2 separate regions of the Ovis aries genome follow, and region 1 is linked to region 2. Evidence: chromatin contacts called from public Hi-C data. All regions are on one chromosome and are shown on one strand. Each heading gives the region's core, a stretch centred on a gene start, on an enhancer-like site or on the middle of the called end of the contact. The rest is flanking DNA. Distances are from core to core; before and after follow the strand shown. Region 1 overlaps RPA1 (replication protein A1). Region 2 holds the start of WDR81 (WD repeat domain 81).

Evidence for each region. Hi-C and Micro-C count contacts between places; a contact is called where the count stands out from the background.
Region 1: a Hi-C map of tail adipose tissue shows a contact between it and region 2, with 6 times the contacts expected there. The contact joins the enhancer-like site here to the promoter of WDR81 in region 2. A contact is called at or near these places in 10 of 16 Hi-C or Micro-C datasets (blood, hypothalamus, liver and 4 more).

Annotation. Positions count from the first base shown.
Region 1 is chr11:22,809,690-22,812,389 of ARS-UI_Ramb_v3.0, forward strand. The region is part of intron 5 of RPA1 (replication protein A1); the gene reads left to right. Among named protein-coding and RNA genes, the nearest start is that of RPA1, 20 kb to the left of the region's middle. Within about 2 kb of position 1,307, at least 4 of the 54 cell types and tissues checked have an H3K27ac peak or open chromatin away from gene starts, as enhancers often do.
Region 2 is chr11:22,709,832-22,712,531 of ARS-UI_Ramb_v3.0, forward strand. It overlaps WDR81 (WD repeat domain 81), which reads left to right and starts at 1,395. Exons shown (of 10, transcript XM_027975144.3): 1 at 1,395-2,700. The coding sequence starts at 1,666. It overlaps LOC121820574 (a long non-coding RNA gene), which reads right to left and starts at 1,926. Exons shown (of 2, transcript XR_006061133.2): 1 at 1,704-1,926; 2 at 1-899.

The DNA of each region.
Region 1 (2,700 bases), core at 57-2,556, 100 kb after region 2:
TGGCAGGCAGATTCTTTACCACTGAGCCACCAGGGAAGCCCTCAATTATATTAATTTTCTACAGTGGCTTTCAGAACTCAGAGAAACAGTTGACTTAACTTTGTTGTTCAGTCGCTCAGTTGTATCTGACTCTTTGTGACCCCTTGACAGGCTTCCCTGTCCTTCACTATCTCTGGGAGTTCACTCAAACTCATGTCCGTTGAATCGGTGATGCCATCCAATCATCTCATCCTTGGTCATCCCCTTCTCCTGCCTTCAGTCTTTCCCAGCTTCAGGGTCTTTTCCAATGAGTTGGCTCTTTGCATCAAGTAGCCAAAGTTCAATATTCAGGGTTGATTTCCTTTAGGATTGACTGGTTTGATCTCCTTGCTGTTCAAGGGACTCTCAAGAAACCTCTCGAAAGCATCAATTCTTTGACTCTCAGCCTTCTTTATGGTCCGACTCACACCTGTGCATGACTACTGGAAAAACCATAGCTTTGACTATACAGACCTTTGTTGGCAAAATGATGTCTCTGCTTTAGAATAGCATCAGTATCAGTTCTTGGTTTATTTTAATCAGTCAATTTTTTTCCCCTTATTAAGAGTATTTTTCTGCTTTGTGTGCTTGGTAATCTTGGAATGAATTCAGGCATTGTGATTCATACCCTGTTGGGTGCTGGAAACTTATATTCTTGAATTTTTTTCGGGGATACAGTTAAATTATTTGGAAACAGTTTTATCTTTTGGGATGTTGCTTTTAAAATTTGCTGGATGGGATCAGAGAGTGGCATTTATTCTGGGTCTGGTTATTCATAGTACAGAGGCAAGACCGTCAGTATCCTACTCAATGCCCCGTGAATGTGAAGTTTTCCATTCTGGCTGTTAGGTACAGGTGCTGTTTCTAGCTTGTTGTAAGCACTGGACACTGATCCCCGAGGCCTTCTCAGATGGTTCTTTCTTTCCCTGGCTTCCGATAGCTTCCACACAGAGATCAGCCAACCAGTACTCTGCCGCCGACTCCTCGAGGGGAACCTTCCATCATCTCTGGAGGCCTTTCTCCGTGCAGCTGTCTTCTCTGGTGCTTTGTCCTGAGAACCCTCCTGTCTTATTCCCCACATGCTCAATTCCGTCTCCTTAACTCAGGGGTTGCTCCATGCCCGCTTCCTGTGTCACAGCCTGGAAACCCTCAGGGCTTCCAGTACTCTGGGGCAGTCACACTCGCCTTGTTTGTTTCCTCTGTCTCGGAAATACTGTCCTTTGTTGCTTAATGTCCAGTATCCTGAGAATCATTTGTCTCATGAATATTTTGCCTTCTTTTTGGTTATTTTTGGTGGGAGGGTCATCTTGGTCTCTGTTATTCTGTCGTGTCTTGTACATAGTTTTAAAAGTCAAATAGTTTTGCAAGTGTGTTCTTTGAAGCAAAAACAAAAAAACATGTCCCTGCCCAGCTCTTCTTTGTCCTCTGGCTCCTATCCAGGGGCAGTTTATTTCAAATCTTAGAGCTGTTTCTCTGCTTTGTGTTCACATATTTGTCCATTAAAACTTGTATACTTTTCAAAGTTGAAATGTTAAGATAGACATATTTTTTTAAATAAACAGTAATTTTTGTTTTTAATTTTGAGTAGATAATATCTACTTTCAGAAGGCAAAACATCTTTCAGAAGGCAAAACTCTAAAATTAAATATTTAGAGAAATCTTACTCCTGCCCCTGCCTTCTCTTGACTTGTTCGTACTCACTGCTGCCCTCTGTAGGTAACCAGTTTCAGTGGTTTCTTTTTGTCCTTCAAGGGATTTCTTAATGAAAATATAATCAAGTACATAAATTACGTATTTTCACTCATAATCCACTTTGCTTACACCAAAGGTAGGATTTTAGAAAAACAACACTGAACAGCTAGACAACTGTGTACACTATGTTGTCTGTCTTTTTTCAGTCCTGTTTTTGTTTTTTAATTTTAGCTTAGAGATATTTTCATATATATATTTAAAGATGTTCCTCATTTTTACTTATTCATTTGTTAACAGTATAGCATATTGTGTTGTATGACTATTCCATAGTTTAACCAGCCTTTTATTGATGGGCAGTTGGGTGTTTCCATACTCTGGCTATTAAGACAGTGCTGCAGCAGATAACCTTATACATATGCAGGTATATGGGCAGAGGGGTTTTGGTTGTTAAAGGTGAGATTGTTGGATCCATGGATAAATGCGTTTGTGGTAGGTAGATATGCTTGCGTTCCCTTCATAGGATAGTATCATTTTGCATTCCCACCAACAATATGTGAAAATACTTGTTTCTTCACAGCTATGCCAACAGAGTATGTTGTTAATCTTTTGATTTTTGTTTCAAATCAATCTGATAGATGAAAACTCAGATCTCAGTGTAGTGCTTAATTTGTATTGTGAGCAATATGAGCATCCTTTTAAATGTTTAATTAAGGGCTTTTTATTCTCTGAACTGTTGTGTTGTCCATTTTTCTTTTGTTTATCTTTTTCTTCTCAATTTTTAAGATATCTTTTTTAAAAAATAGAATTAGTCCTTCATCTCTGATACAAGTTAACAGTGTCTTTCAGACTTTGCTTATGGTGGGGTTTTTTTTGCTATGCAGAAGTTTTCTTTTGTTTTTATGAACTTGTATTTTCCAGTTTTTTTATTTAATTGGAGGTTAATTACTTTACAATATTGTATTGGTTTTGCCATACATCAACATGAATCCG
Region 2 (2,700 bases), core at 145-2,644:
TTTTTTTAAATTAAAAACAAAATAGTACTTGGCCAAGGAGTACAAAGAACATTGGTTTTAGAATGAGCCAGGCCTAGATTTGAATCCTGGTTCTACCACTTCCTAGTTATGGGACCTAAGCAAATTACTTAGCTTCCTCATCCTAAAACGGATCTAAAACTATCCTCTTAAAAAGGGTTGTGGTGAGAATTTAAAGTATGCAAACTGCTTAGCAAGATGCCTGGCTCCTGATCAGTGCTCTGTAAGTGGTGGCTGTTAAGTTATTATCGCTCAAGGTCATGTGACCAAGCACATCAGCGGTTCTAGCTGCCTTTTTCAAGAAGGATACAGATGAAATCAAATTATGGCTGAGCCATCCCTGTTCCTCTCTAATTAGGACTTTATTTTTTTTCTTAAGTGCCTTTATGGAGCTCCCACACCTCCACACCAGACTCCTACATGAGGCAAACTCTCCTTCTAGGAGTGGGACTGGAAAAATAGATACTGATGTCTCGCTGAAGACAATGGCCTGTCAATCCCACAAATGAGTCAGAATCCAGACGTCTTGAAGGAGTCCTGTAATTCTGGCGCCAGCTCGCTGGTTTCTGCTCCCTGCCATGTTGCACCTTCCCCCCAGCCACCGTGGCATCTGCAAGGCTCTGACAACAGCAGGCAGGCTCTGTCACACAGCAGAGACAGATCTTCAACAGGAAGTCTTGGGGGAACATTTCCATCCTGGCTTTTCAGCCTTCAACTTCTCTCCCCAAGATTGCCCAGAATTTTTATTATTTAAAAAAAAAAAAAAAAAGCCTTTAAAGAGCTGTCAGTGGGGAGGACTCCAGAGCAGATCTGTGCCCCAGTTTGGTGAGTTTCCATGCTGCCATTTGGACAAGCCTCTTCAGAGGTTCTTGGTTTTTTACCTGTAAAATATGAACAATAATAACCGCCCTTCCTAAATCACTGAGTGTTGCCAGGGCCAAATGGAATGTTACCGCTGAAACTTTGGAAAATTAAAAGCTCTTTCTTTTGGAAGGCAGCTTGGAGGCGGTGAAGGGACTTAATGTGAAAAGTCCCAGCTCTGCTTCAGGTTTCTTATCGGTAAAACCAGAGCGAGGTGGTTGTGGCGGCGGCGGCGGCGGGGGTGATCACCTGAGGCTGCCCTCTCTAAGGGAAACCCTCCATAGGTCTGCGTCCCAGCGCTTGAAGGAAGAAGTAAGGAGGGAAAGGGAAGTCTCGTGGGCCGCTCATAGCCCCCACCCCTGCCCGATTCAGCCCGGGAGGAAGCGAAGCTGCCACCAGGCCTAGCAGGGTGCGGGGAAGGAGAGGCCGGCGGGCGGTGGCGCGGCCTAGAGGAGGCGGGGTTCCCGGGTTCAGTCGAGCCACGTGCGGTTGTTTCCGTACCGGGCGATCACGTGAGCAGCGTCAGCTGACCCGTCACGGTGGAGCCTGGCGGTGGAGCCTGGCGTTGGCGCCCCTCAGCCCCCGCCCGGCCGTGCCTGGAGCGCAGGACCCTGCGGAGGGGTAAGAGCTCCCCCGCGGCCCCCCTCTATCCCCGGCCCATCCCCGCCTCCTCCGCCCCAGCCCCAGTCCCTCGCCTACCCCTACCCATCTGGCATCCGGGAAGCCGAGGCGAGGGGGGCTGTGGCAGGGCTCAGCCCCGCGCTGCCCCCAGGCGGCCAAGAGGGGATGGCCCTGGGGAGCAGGGGGCGGGAAGTCGCGCTTACCGCCAAGGCGGAGGGCTGGTCACCGCCCCCGAGCCCCGACATGGAGGAGCTGCTCCGGAGCGTGGAGAAGGACCTGAGCATCGATGCCCGGCAGCTGGCTCCGGCCCCGGGGGGTGCACACGTGGTAGCTCTGGTGCCCGCGCGCTGGCTGGCCAGCCTCCGCGAGCGCAGGCTGCCCCCGGGACCCTGTCCGCGCGCCGAAGGCCTGAGCGAAGCGGAAGTCAGGACTCTCTTGCAACGCTCCGTGCAGAGGCTGCCTGCCGGCTGGACTAGAGTCGAGGTGCACGGGCTGCGGAAACGAAGGCTCTCCTACCCGCTGGGCGGCCTGGCTTTTGAGGAGGGATCCGGCACCCCGGAGACCCTCACTCGCTTCATGCAGGATGTGGCTGCCCAGAATTATCGCAACCTGTGGCGCCACGCGTATCACACTTACGGGCAGCCCTACAGTCATAGCCCTGCCCCCGCAGCTGTCCCTGCCCTGGATTCAGTGCGACAGGCTCTGCAGAGGGTCTATGGTTGCCCTTTCCTGCCACTGGGCGAAGCTGCGCAGTGCCCCTCATATGCCAGAGAAGGCCCCTGTGCCCCTCGGGGCTGCCCTGCCTCTCCCAGTCTTCTGAGAGCGGAGGCTCTGTTGGAGTCCCCGGAGATGCTCTACGTGGTGCACCCGTATGTGCAGTTCTCCCTGCACGATGTGGTCACCTTCAGCCCCGCCAAGCTGACCAACAGCCAAGCCAAGGTGCTCTTCATTCTCTTCCGTGTGCTGAGGGCCATGGATGCCTGTCACCAGCAGGGACTGGCCTGCGGGGCCCTGTCTTTGCACCACATTGCCGTGGATGAGAAACTTTGCAGCGAGCTCCGCCTGGACCTGAGTGCTTATGAGAGGCCCGAGGAGGCGGGGGATGAGGAGACCCAGGAAGCAAGAAATAGGGCAGGTGTCGAGCCTGGCGAGGAGGGAAGACGGGGACCTGGGTGTCCCACATGCCAGGAGGAGCTCAGG